Linked DNA regions of Macaca mulatta: region 2 is linked to region 1. A link is a contact called in public Hi-C data. All regions are on one chromosome and are shown on one strand. Each heading gives the region's core, a stretch centred on a gene start, on an enhancer-like site or on the middle of the called end of the contact. The rest is flanking DNA. Distances are from core to core; before and after follow the strand shown.

Region 1 (6,808 bases), core at 1,746-4,245:
CTGATTTGTCTTTTATCAATGTGTTGGGTTTTTTTAATCTTTCCTTTCGCCTCATAGGTTTTATTGTTGTTGTTGCTGAAAGCCAGGCATCTTGAGTGGGACAGTAAAGACTGCAGTAAATCACTTTTATTCCTGGAAAGAAGCATGCCTTTCCTTTTGCTAGGTTTTTAGAGTCTAGGTTTGGACCAGTCTAGTCATGCTAGCCCAGGAGGGTCACCCCCATCCCCAGATCCAGGGATACAGTGCCTGCCTAAGACACATGCTTAATTAGAGTAACAGAACATGACCCTTAGTGCACCCAGTGTTTGTTGCCCTATACTCTGCAGTTTAAGCTTTTGTTCCTTGGTAGAGGTGGGATAGAAATATCTATGGAGACACTCTCTTAGAATTCCTGCCAGTCTTTTGTGGGAGAACCAGGCAGGTCCTGTGGAGAGGAGCCTGCAAGTGCATGTGAATTCCCTTTATATCTTCAACCCCAGGGTTCCGTACTATTTCACTAGCTGATACTCTTCCTTTACCAATTTAACCATTTTCGCTGAATTATTCTTACTGCGGTCCAGCTGAATTGGCCCTTCTTAAGCTCATGTCTGTCTCTCCTTGGAGGCACCTGTCTTTCCTTAGGTATTGGATAAGTCGGCTTCCCTGTGACTTCAGCTGTCTGCTGGGTTAAAGATAAGTTGTGAATTTGCAGTTTGACTGGCACGTTGTCATGGTGGAACAATGCTCTTCCAGCTTCTCACATCGGAGACAAAAACCAGAAATCTTGATTTTTTTAGAAAAGTACTTGATTTTTTAGAAAGTACTCAGAAGATATTCAGGCTAGTATGAGATGATGACTATGTGTTTCCAGGCTAAAGGACATACAAGAGGCCTTTCAAAAACAACAACAAAACAGCTTTCTGGCCTTTCTAGGCTCATTTTGAAAAGCAGTTGCTGTTCTAGACATTTACCACCAGAGGGCAAGCCGCTGTGCGTCTGCTACTCGCTGGTAAAGCCAGGTTTCCAATAGGGAAATGTCAGAGTGTACAGTGAGAGGTAGAAGCATCCCCAACAGCCGCTGCTCACAAGGAGGACCTGTTTTCACGGCCTCCTGGCCTGAGCTGTCCCTGGGCTCTGCAGCCCTAGCCCTCACCACAGGCCGCAGTTGACCCTCTGCAGAGAAGCCTGTCTTTAAGCCCCTCGGTGTCTTCCGTTGTGAGCAGGCACGTCCCTAGAGCCTCTCTCAGTAGCTGGTCCTTCACCCCAGCCAGATCTAGGCCGCAAGGCTGCAGGGCCCTTCTAGGAGGACAGGCAGTAGCCCCTTCAGGGGTATTCCCCCCCGTGCACTGGACCCCTGGGCAGCTGGAATGGAAGGGAGTCCATTCCAGCCCTGCTGTTGAGGGGAGGAGTCCCCAGGAACCCCATGATAGAGAGGTGAGGGTGACGGGAGTGCCGTCTTAGCTTAGGTGGTTTGTCTGAAACAAACAAACCAAAATCAGAGTGGCTTAACACAGTGGAAGTCTAAAGGGAGTGTTCTCAATTGTCAGGCAGCTCTTTAGTGGGGATCTGCTGTCTTCTGCAGGCACCATGGAAGGGAAGTGGGGGAGAGGCCCCCCTATGCCTGAGCACATCACCCAACACTTCCCACATTGCCTCTGCCCACAGACCATGGGTGCCGCTAGGTGCCTGTTCCCCCTAAATCCTGGGGGCGGGGTGGCTAAGACATGGAGTGGTGGCTGGGCTGATGCTCTCCAATGGCAATTCTACCCTGGGAAGCGGGTGGACAGCCAGACCCAAAATGTCCAAGTTGCACCCACAGGAACTGCTTCTAACAGATTATTCTTGTTCTAGAACAATATTTCCTGAATTTGCTTGATTTTAAAAGCCACAGGAGATGCTTATTTAAAATGTCACTTTCTGAGTCGTTTTCCTGGACACTTTGGTTTGGTCCATCTGTTTATGGGGGCTTGGAACTCCCAGGAGCTGCACTGCTGTATTCGGGGAAACATTGTGGATGGGGAGAGCCTGTGCCACCCCCTGCCCCGTGAGTAAGAAGCGAGGCTAACCCCTTCTCTGTTTGTGTAGTGACTCATAGAACTATGGGACAGGCTGCTGGGCACCACCCCAGGGAGACCTGTCCCTGAGCCAGCCTTGCAGCCCTCCCTGGGTGTGTCTATTCTGCAGCTCAGACCTGGGAAGGGTGGCCACGTCAAGGCAGAACCCAGCAGGCTGCAGCAAAGCCAGGCCAAGCTGCCCCTGACCTCTCAAATCAGAGCACTGCACTTTCCAATCCCAAGCCAGATTAATGAAAAGCCCGGGCCAGGCGCAGTGGCTCACGCTGTAATCCCAACACTTTGGGAGACCAAGGCGGGCAGATCACAAGGTCAGGAGATCGAGACCATCCCGGCTAACACAGTGAAACCCCATCTCTACTAAAAATACAAAAAATTAGCCAGGCGTGGTGGCGGGTGCCTGTAGTCCCAGCTACTCGTGAGGCTGAGGCAGGAGAATGGCGTGAACCCGGGAGGCGGAGCTTGCAGTGAGCCAAGATGGCGCCACTGCACTCCAGCCTGGGCGACAGAGCGAGACTCCGTCTCAAAAAAAAAAGAAAAAAGAAAAGAAAGGAAAGCCCGGAGCTGGCCATTGGTCAGCAAAGCTGCATTTCCCTTATTCGCAGCTTGGGGAGGCTGGGGAAGAAAAGGTGCAGGGGTGGAGAGGGGAATTACTTGTACCCACTTTTCCTCTTAAGCAACACTGGAGGGCAGCATTGAGTCAGTTTTTCCAATTTCTTACCAAATCAACTATTGGTATTCAGTCTTCGATTTGATCTATTTCCTTGCCTTTTTGTTCTTGCCATGGCAGCCTTGCTGTGAATCACGGGCTCCAGCAAAGAGGCAAAGCAGCTGACCCAAGGCCTTGGGCTGTGCTTCTCTGCTGTGGTGTGACTTCTAGGAGTGGGGCCTGCAGGGGAGCTAACTGGAGCCCACAGGAGGCTGCTGCTTGCTCCGAGGAAAGACTTGGGGAGATCATCTCCCACTTCCTCCTGCCCTTGTCCCTGACAATGCCCTTGGGAGGAGTCAGTCATGTCACGAGGAACTCCTCTCATCAGGTAGCTCAGAAGCTCCTAGAAGATCCCAAACCTGTAGACACCCCCTCCACCCTAGCCCTCCTGGAGTGAGCCAGGATTTCCCACGAGTGGTGAGTTTCACCACAGAGCTTTTGTGATGAGTCAATCCCTCTGAGAAATGACCAGCCAGGTGCTCGTCACTGCAGTCTCCACTGACATGTGACCTCCTCAAAAGGACCCTCTGACCCCACCCAAGAAAGGCTTCACCATCACTGCCTTCTGCCTGCTGTTTACCCTTCCAGGGCTCCTCACCACCTGACATTATGAGGTGTTTGTTAACCTGCTTATCTGTCCCCAGCACAGGTGAGCTTCCTACGGGCAGGGGTGGGTGGGTCCACGGGTCCCAGGCACTGACACAGACTTGTGGCACAAAATCACAAATCCGTAGAGGTCAGCAACACCCTTGCTCACCTGACTTGTACATTCAGCCTTTCTCTGGGATGAGACAGGAGAGCTGGGCCCCAGGCCCACCTGCAAGGTAGCCTCCCAAAGTGTGCCTAACCTGCCTAGATCCTTCCTAGAAATAGCAGAAGCAGCAATAGCTTTTTTCCCATTCTGATGCCCAACGGAGTATCTGCCATTGGACAGACCCAAAGAGACCCAGGGTCCAGGTGACGCTTCCAACTGCTCTCCACTGTCTACAATAAATATGGAATTTTAAAAACTAGCAATAGTGGTTTTGGTCTTCATGCTCCTGCTGGCACAGATCTGTGTAGATCTCCACTCGGTGCACTTGTCACCTGAACACCTGGCTTGGGAATTTCCTTCCCATCCTCCCTGGGGAATGCCGCGGCTCCCAGCACGGCTCTGTCTCTTCTGTTCCAGCCGTGATCCCCCTGACGGATTCTGAGCACAAGCTGCTGCCTCTGCACTTTGCAGTGGACCCTGGCAAGGACTGGGAGTGGGGGAAAGATGACAACGATAACGCCCGGCTGGCCCAGTAAGACCCTACTCTGTCCCTTCCCCCAGCGCCCACAGGGAGGGCTATGGCTGGGGCATCCTGGGGAGGGGCTGTACCACCCCTGCTCCTCCTGGGACAGCTGGCATGCAGGTGGGCTGGGTGCTACAAGGGCCAGCTCCGACCATTTCAATAGGGTATTCTTCTCTTGCCAGCCTTATCCTGTCGCTAGAAGCCAAGCTGAACCTCCTCCACAGCTACATGAACGTGACATGGATCCGGATCCCCTCCGAGACCCGGGTGAGCCTGGCTGTGCTGGGACCAGATCTGGCGGTAGGGTCCAGGCTGCTCAGCTCCAGCCTGGCCAGGGTGCATCCTCCCAAACGCTCCCACACTCTTGCCTGCCCCTGCCTGGTCGCCCACGCCCGCCATACCCACAGCCCAGTAGCTCCCCCATCCCTTTGACCTAGCCACCCTGGCTGGGGTTTGAAGTGGCTCTGGTTGGACCCAGTGGGTGTGTACACACGTGTAGGCATGTGTGCACGCAAGCATGCACTCTTGTAAAAGGATTTTTGTCCCCCTATTTTCTGCAGAAGGAATAAACACGCCCACTCAGAAAACAAGCAACAGGCAAGTCACAACACAAAACTATCTCTACTGAGATCAGAACACAATGTGCTGCCGCAGAGCGGAATTAATTATAAACTGTGTGGGTCCTCAAGAAAGCCAGGGAACTGAGCGCGCGATTCCTCGGCGCCCCCTTCCTCCCCTCCCGGAGGCAGCACGCTGGTGGGTGGAGTTGGCAGGAAGGTGAGGAGAGGGGCCCGTGCCCCGTGAGGCTGCCTGCCTCCAGAGGGTCGGGGCTGCCCCTGCTTGCAGACGCTGAGCGATTCATTTTAAGCATCTGACTGATGTTTTCTGAAATCTCAGTAGTGAGCTGCCAGGGAAAAAGATTTGTAAAAAAAACAGCCTGCAAATAATTGGTCCTCTCCAGCCAGTTACTTAGGCTTGAAGTGGGGCTCATAAGGAATTAGTAAAGGAGAGGTGTAAGTCAAGGAGTCGGGTGGTGGTCAGCACTGCTCAGTGCTCTCAGACTCCGGCCTTTGCCTGTACTTCATCTCCCAGGGCTCCACGAGGCGGGGACTGATACCCCATTTTACTGATGGCATAAGTGACAGCCAGTCGGTGGCAGTCTGAGTGCTGCCTCTCAAAGGCCTGGAGCACTCCGGTGGTGCTGTGGCTGTTGTTCTTCAGCACCCACATGGGGAGTGATGGCAGCGGCTCAGGATCTAGAATCAGGAAGCTCTCGGGCTGAGCATAGCTTTGCCTGCAATTGCCAGGCCTCGGTGCCTTCATGTCAGATGCAAGGCTCTCAGCTGACAACCGTGGGAAGGGTTCTTCCAGCCAGGGACTCCCGAGCCCGCTCTCAGTGCCCTCCTGCTAGCACCAGGCGCACCTCCGTTCCTGGCCCAGCCCGTGTCCACCCTTTAGTGTCTCACACACTGGTCTGAGACACTTCACACCTTCCTATCCCAGGTGGGAAGGGGAAAGGAATTTCAGAGTGGGAGGTGGTGTGGGTCAGTTCTGCCCACGTTTGCTTCAGGGTGACCTGGTCACAGGACAGTCACCGACTCATGGACTTGCTTGAGGGGCCTGGGGGTGAGGAGACAAAAATTAAGTGGGGGAGCAATGGGAGCCTTCTCCCAGGCTCATCCCCTGGAGGCCAAGGAAGCCTGTTCAGGTATGGGCACCAGTTCCTGCAGCACCCAGCAGCCAGCATGAGGGATCCTGCCTCTCGTCCAGTGAGTCAGAATTCTCTCCTCACCCAGGGAGGTCCCTCTGCAGACGCAGTAGGTGCTGCCTGCCTCTCTGCCCTCCCATCTCTTTTCTCAGGTTCTCCCCACCCCAGATATGGTCGTGCCCTCCTCAGACTGGTTGACCACCTCAGTGGGTCTCATCCAAGCCGTGCTTCCCAGCGTCACCCCACCCCAAACCACCCAGGGGCCCTTTTCTGGGAATGGGAACATCTTTTTTGCTGAGCGCAGGCCTATTTCAGAATCCTCCTCAATTTAGCACTCCACCTTGCCAAACTGAGTGAGAAAGGAACCCCTGAAGCGATTTGGCATCCCTGAATCAAGGGGGTGTTTGATTCAAGATCCGATGAATGAGATTGAGTACAAGGTTTCTGTCCCCTGCCTGGCGTGAGGAGGCGGGACATCTTTTCAAGGGTGACAGTTTTGTGCAGGCCCAGTGTCCTCCCCACCTGAAGGCCTCCATCTTCACAGAGGCTGGCCTGGGACCTGTGTCTGGTCAAGCAGGCGGCCTTGTTAGTGGGGAAGGCCAGAGTGTGAACCTGATCATTCTCTGAACTGTGACAAGGCTCTGGGGACCAAGGCCAGTGGGGTATTTGCACCATGCCCCAATCCCCCACTCAGGGTTCCAGGCTACCAAGTACCTGAGGTCCCCCAGAGAGAAAGAATGAGTACACCCCAGCTTCCGTGGCCAGAAGACACACGCAGATAAGAAGTCCCTACATCCTTTTACTACTGCAGCGAATCAGAGCCCACTCCTATCCGCTCCTTTCCTTCAGCACCGCCCATCCAGGTACCATAGTCACCAGAGAGACAGTGGGGACTGGGACAGTGAACCTTGAGGGCCCCAGCCTTGGCAAGACAGGGGCAAGGTGTCCCTTCCTCGGCCAGCCCGTGGACGGCTCTTCTCTAACCATCTTCACTCCGGCCCTCCCTCTCCACACAGGCGCCCCTGGCACAACCGGAGTCTCCCACGGCCTCGGCAGGGGAGGA
Region 2 (6,629 bases), core at 742-3,241, 290 kb after region 1:
TTGAGATCTTTCTTCTTTTCTACTGTAAGCATTTACAGCTATAAATTTTCCTCTTAGCACAGATTTCGCTGCACCCACAGTTTTGACATGTTGTGTTTTGTTTTTATTTTTCTCAATATATTTTCTAATTTCAGTTGTGGTTTCTTCTTTGACCCATTGGTTATTTAAAGTGTGTTATTTATTTCTCACATACTAATTTCCACATTTGTGGTTTTTTCCAGTTTTCCTTCTGCTATTGATCTCTAGTTTCATTCCATTGTGATCAGAAAAGTTACTTTGTATGATTTCAATCTTTTTAAATTTATTAAGACTTGTTTTGTGTCCTAATATATGATCTACCCTAGAGAATGTTCCATGTGCACTTAAGAAAAACGTGCATTCTGCTCTTGTTAGGTGTAGTGTTCTATATATATCTGTCAGATCAATTGGTCTATGCTGTTGTTCAAGTCCTCCGTTTTCTCAATGATTTTATATGTGGTTGTTCTATTCATGTATTAGTCTGTTCTTGCATTGCTGTAAACGAATACCTGGAATTGGGTAATTTATAAATAATAGAGGTTTAATTGGCTCATGGTTCTGCAGGCTGTACAGGAAGCATGACAGCTTCTGGGGACGCCTCAGGAAACTTTCAATCATGGTGGAATATGAAGAAGAAGCAGGCACATCTTACATGGCTGGAACAGGAGGAAGAAAAGACTGGGGAGGTGCCACGTACTTTTAAACAACCAGATCTCATGAGAACTCTATCGTGAGACAGCACTAGGGTGATGATGTTAAACCATGAGAAGCCATCTTCATGATCCAATCACTTCCCACCAGACCCCACCCCCAATACTGAGGATTGCAATTCAACATGAAATTTGGGTGGGGACACAGATCCAAACCACAGCAATCCATAAGCGAAAACGGAGTACTAAAATATCTGACTATTATTGTAGAGCTGTGTATTTCTCTCTTCAATTCTGTAACTATTTCCTTCATAGATTTAAGAGATCTGATATTTGGTGCATATACACCAATTACAGGCATGAGCCACCGCTCCCAGCCTACTTGCCTATTTCTTTATTTTCTCTCTGTTAATCAGATTGGGTAAATTCTATTGATCTGTCCTAAAGTTCAGATTCTATCCTCTGTTGTGTCCACTTCACTATTTAGTCCATCCAGTGAATTTTTTTTTCTTTTGTTGTATTTTTCAGTTCTATAATTAGTTTTATGATTGTTTTTAAAGTTTTGTCAAATTGGCCAGGTGTGGTGACTCATACCTGTAATCCCAGCACTTTGGGAGGCAGAGGCGGGCAGATCACTAGAGGTCAGGAGTTTGAGACCAGTCTTGCCAACATGGCGAAACCCGTCTCTACTAAAAATACAAAAAAAATTAGCCGGGCGTGGTGGTGCATGCCTGTAATCCCAGCTACTCGGGAGGCTGAGGCAGGAGACTCATTTGAATCCAGGAAGCGGAGGTTGCAGTGAGCCGAGATTGTGCCACTGCACTCCAGCCTGTGCGAGAGAGTGCGACTTTGTCTCAGAAGAACTAAATTAAACTAAACTAAAATAAAAATAATTGTTTTATTAAATAATTCCAACATCTGATTCATCTCACTGCGGGTATCAGGTGGTTGCTTTTCTCATTTAAGGTGCAATTTTCCTGGTTGTTGGTATGACAGATGACTTTCTACTGTGGCCTGGAATGTTGGGTCATAGGTTAGGAAATTCCAGGTCTTATTTAAACTTTTTATTTTAGTAGGCAACTACCCTGTTTAGGTTTAGCAATGCAGGTGTGACCTACTTTTGTGGGCTGTGGTTGCAGTAACGTCTGATTTTCAGAGACCTTGCTGTGCTTTTTTAGTCTGCTTGATTTTTCTCTTGAGCCTGGGGCTCCTACTGGTCTCTGCAGGTACTGATTGAGGGAGCAGAAGGAATTTCCTCAGGCATGCGGCCTGGTGCTTCCTAGGTGAAGGAAGTGTGTCTCCAGCCACAGCGGGGAAGAGTGCTCCCTCGGCCAGGCACTTGTGGTGAGGGCACTTCCTCCTCGATAATGCCACCCATTGCCTGGTATATTTATCTCAGCGTCAGTCTCAAGGGAGGGAAGGGAGTCACAGCCTCGCAGAGACAACGAAGTTTCCCAGGCTGGGTGCTTGTTACGGTGGGATCCTCTTTGCTGACCCCCGTGACCCGCAAGCTGTGTGGTTTCTGCAACTGAGGAATGGAGTCTCAGACCTGACAGGGCAGGAGAGCACGTCCCCTGGCAGCGGAGTGTCTGCTGGGCTTGTGACGGATCTCCCTGGCCAGTTCTGCTGGGCTCGCCTGGTGCTGTCAGCGGGACTCCAGCTCCCATTATGGGAGAAATGAGCCACCCTGGCCACCTTATGCTGCTGGCAGGAAACGCTGGGCCTCGGTCATCGTTTCATATCTGGGAAGGAGTTGTAAGGTGGCCACCTCCATACTGTTTATCCAGTCCTGTGGCCCAACCAGTTTGCCTTCATCCTACAGCCTTTCCCAGTGCTCCTTTGGTTGTCTTTTCTGTTATTTCCAGGGTGTATCTAGTTGGGAGAAGCAAGAGGAAACAAGTTTAAATGATCTTGTCTAGACAGGAAATCCAGCTCTGATTATTATTGTTTAAAGCCACTACATAAGGGGGCAATTTGTTACACAGCCAGAGTAACTGGAACACTCTTTAATAAAAAAATCAAAATATCTTACTTTTGTAAATACATTAAACAAAGCCATGCAAGAATATTGCTAGAGCCATTTCCAGGGTGGAAAGTTCCTGGGCAGGTGAAGGTCCCTGAGAGGAAACTGTCGGCTTCTCGGTGGACTTGCACTGTCTGCGGCTTACGTTTGAACAGTAGTGAGTCATTCTACCAGGGCCTTTGCGAGGACTCAGAGGTAAAATATAGAAAGCCCGGCACGTGGGTGGTGCTTGGCAAATTACTTCCCTCTCTTTTGGTCTATGCAGCTTTTAAGTTTCTCACTTACATCTGTAATTAAGTATTTTTTATTCACAGAGTACATTTTTACTGCTCTCAAGTAATTCCCTATTTTCATTAAGTGCCAAATTAAGCTGAGATCAATATCCCTGAGTGTGAAGGATCAGGGTCATTTGAAGTCCATCTGGCTGTACATTATATCCTATGGGGGTGGCCTTTTGTGAAGTTTTTCTCATATTTGGCCAAGCAAACCCCCCATGGGGATCATTGTTTGGAGCCTCTATTGACAGTAAAAGAAAACTGCAGAATGGTGAGGTAACAAGTGAGGTGCTTTTCTCAGCGCCTGGAAGCCTGGCGGTGAGCAGTCCAGGACACAGACACGCTCTGTAACACCTCCAGGGCCAGGCTCCACAGCCCTGCACCCCACCATGTCTGCAAAATGGTTTTCATTCTCCTGCTTGAAAATAGGCTCCTCCTGTGGCATTGGCTTGAGTCTGAGCTCCAGGCAGGAAAGGAAGACAGAGAGGGAAGTAACAAGGAGGATGAAGGATACCTCACCAGGAGTGCAGGAGAAGTCCTCCAGCAGGACACATCCTCCTACACCTCACCGAAAGGGAAATGGGCCCATGTTTCTCCAAACAGAAGCTCCCGGGGCGGGGAGCAGGAGGAGGAAGGCTGGGAAGGTCACTGTGCTTGTGCTACTGACTCTGACACTATCCTGTAGGGCATAATGACTCAGCCAGTCCTGAATCCTCCTGGCCAAGGTATCATCTAGCTTCTTGCTACTTTGTCAAAGTGTGGTTTGAGGACCACAGCATAATATCCCCTAGGAGTTCACTAGAAACTGGGTGTGAACAAGATCCCCAGGAGACTCACATGCACATTACAGACTGGAGTGCGCTGGCCTGCTGCACCATTTTGTCTTCTAAAAGATGTGAGGAGGTCATGCAGCGCCAGGCTCCACACAGATCGCAGGTTGGAAGCACTCTGTTCTGGCTGCCCCAGCCTCCTGGAGTCTACACGGGTTCTGATGAAGGCCACCTGAATCTGCCTTGTTGGAGCAATAGGATGTAGATGTTAGAGGCGATTGATAGAGACAGTAGGGTGTAGACATTAGGATGCAGCTAGTAGATATAGACAGTAGGGTATAGACATTAGCACACACATAGTAGGTATAGACAGTAGAGTGTAGACATTAGGACACAGATAGTAGGAATAGAAAGTATACACATTAATGCAGGTCATAGGTGTAGACAGGAGGGTGTTTGTTGATGGTGGGTCATGGGCAGACAGAGTGTAGACAGTGTAGTACAGAAAGTAGTTGTAGACAGTAGGATGTCACTGTGGGGTGGTTATGAAGGCCCACAGGGATGGGGTGAATACTGAGAACATAGCATGCCAATTCTGTGCTATTTTACCCTTGTCACATTTTAAATTCATAAATTAAATTATTAATAATTCAATAACAAAACAAATGGTGCTTCTCTGCACACTCTTGTATGTATTTGCCTTCTTCCCCTTTTATGTAACCTACTGAATAAGCTGAGGGTGTTGTATAGTGGGCTGCACAGCTGGTTCATTGTCCAGGGTTATATTGGCCAAAACTGTAACCAAAGCCTGCTTTCTGGAATAGTACCAATGCCGGTGTGGAAGATCTGTGGGCCTTATTGATGAATATAAAGATTTCGGTGGCCGGGGGCGGTGGCTCACACCTGTAATCCTAGCACTTTGGGAGGCCGAGGCTGGCGGATCACCTGAGGTCAGGAGTTGGAGACCAGCCTGGCCAACACGGCAAAACCCCGTTTCCAGTAAAAATACAAAAATTAGCCAGGCATAGTGGCGCACGCCTGTAATCCCAACTACTAGGGAGGCTGAGGCAGGAGAATTGCTTGAGCCCGGGGGACGGAGGTTGCAGTGCGTTGAGATCACACCACTGCACTCCAGCCTGGGCGAAAGGGCAAAACTCCGTTTCAAAAAAAAGAGATTTTTCAGAACCCATATCTTCTTCCTCTTGCTCCTCAAAATCACCCCCACTTAGGCCCTTTTGCTCTGAGTGAGGGGCCCAGCTCAGGAACTGGAGCTCGCGATCCTTGTGCTGGCTGCAACCCAGGGTCCTGTCGGAGCAAGAAGAGCCCAGGACAGGTGGGAGCCAACCCTGCCCACAGGATTGGTAGTGAGGCAGGGGCAACGATTAAACCTTGGTGCCAAGACCTACAGCTCCTCAGTGAGCTTCTCCAAGCCTCTCAGCAGAGAGGGTGGTACCGCACCAGCTCCTCCAGGCCTGGCGGGGCCAGTCAGGTGTGGGAGGCAGGTCTCGCTGGACGGGGGCCAGGATGGACCTTGCCTCCAATCCAAAGGTGACTCCCGGTTGCTGAGGAGGGGAGAGTAAGAGGTCACTTTGGTGGCCCACCAGGAAACGACCACATTTCGGTCATTCCTTGGGACACCCAAGTAGCAGCTGTGGTCCTAGCCACCTACGGTGGGGTTTCTTTTCACTTTGCTGCTCTGCGTTTTATGCTTTCAAAAATTTGATGACATTTCTGGAGTTCTGAGTTTGGGAGTTTCATGGGGTTTACAGCCACGCATGAGTGCTTGGATGCATTAAACAAAATGAGTCTGTGGGGGTCGTTTCTTCTCTAAAACGCTCATCTCAAGAAATCTTCCAGGATTTTATTTTCACATCTAATGAAGAACAATGGGCAATGTATCAACCATCAGATTTTCAAAAGAGTTCACTTAAATTATGCCGTGTCTTTAAAATGAGCTCTTCCACTCTCTTCTTATGGAGAGAACACAATTACCAGATTCTGTCAGAGTTAAAAGTGGGTATTTTGTGGTTTGCATACAAAAAGTGTGATTTTATTATTATTTTTAACTACGCAAGCCTCAAGAAAAAGCAGAAGCAGGGGGAGATGACTGAGCCACGACTGGTCACTGCAAGTGTCACGAGACAGCAAGAAGACCCTATGCTTCCTGACTCCGTGGGACCTTCAGCTTCCTCTTCCTTCACTGGCTCTAGAGAGACCCCTCAGAGACAGGGTCCATCTTTCAGACCCCTCTGTCCATTTTGCAGCACTAATGGCGTGCGGGCATATGACAGGTGCCAATGGCGGTGGAGTATGAGGTTTGGTTACTATTTGTCAAAACAATATTGAGTGCATGTATGCATGGCATCAAATTCGCCCTGTCCTGGCAACCACCACAGCCCCCGCCCCCGGCCTCTATGAGAACACAGAGGTAGGTTTTCCCTGAAGCAAGTGAGGCTCAAACTTGATGTGCAACCCCAGCCCTGCCAAGGCCTTGCAGCTAATTACCCATTTGTAAGTTTGTGTTCATTTTCTTCAAGAGGGTCAGCCAATTGCACAGGATTCGTACCTGGCTAAACCTGGATCTGCTTTTAGTGTGCACCCAGAAGGCCCAGAAGCACAGGGAAGGAGGTGGCAATGAGCAGCAGTCCCTGCCAGGAGCTGATCAGCCACAGACCCGGATGGCACTGAAACTGACCCTGGGACCCCATGTGCCCTGGTTCTCAGCCTCAGTGTGGGCAGGAGAAAGGGGATGAGCCCACTGATCAAGCACTCACAGTGCTCACAAATGATCCTTGCAGCACTCCCAGACGTGGGTGAGAAAGTGAGAGAAGAGTGGGAAGGAGTGGCCTAGAATGGCTCAGCAACAGCAAACCAGACCCTAAAATCCTGCCCA

The links. Hi-C and Micro-C count contacts between places; a contact is called where the count stands out from the background.
Region 2: a contact with region 1 is called in a Hi-C map of sperm, with 5 times the contacts expected there. The contact joins two enhancer-like sites. A contact is called at or near these places in 7 of 14 Hi-C or Micro-C datasets (CD4 T cells, blood, fetal cortex germinal zone and 4 more).

The regions. Positions count from the first base shown.
Region 1 is chr7:7,693,761-7,700,568 of T2T-MMU8v2.0, forward strand. OTUD7A (OTU deubiquitinase 7A) reads left to right here. Exons shown (of 13, transcript XM_028850656.2): 11 at 3,932-4,046; 12 at 4,220-4,304; 13 at 6,762-6,808. Among named protein-coding and RNA genes, the nearest start is that of KLF13, 150 kb to the right of the region's middle. Within about 2 kb of position 2,996, at least 10 of the 40 cell types and tissues checked have an H3K27ac peak or open chromatin away from gene starts, as enhancers often do.
Region 2 is chr7:7,988,385-7,995,013 of T2T-MMU8v2.0, forward strand. No RefSeq gene overlaps it. Among named protein-coding and RNA genes, the nearest start is that of MIR211, 110 kb to the right of the region's middle. Within about 2 kb of position 1,992, at least 4 of the 40 cell types and tissues checked have an H3K27ac peak or open chromatin away from gene starts, as enhancers often do.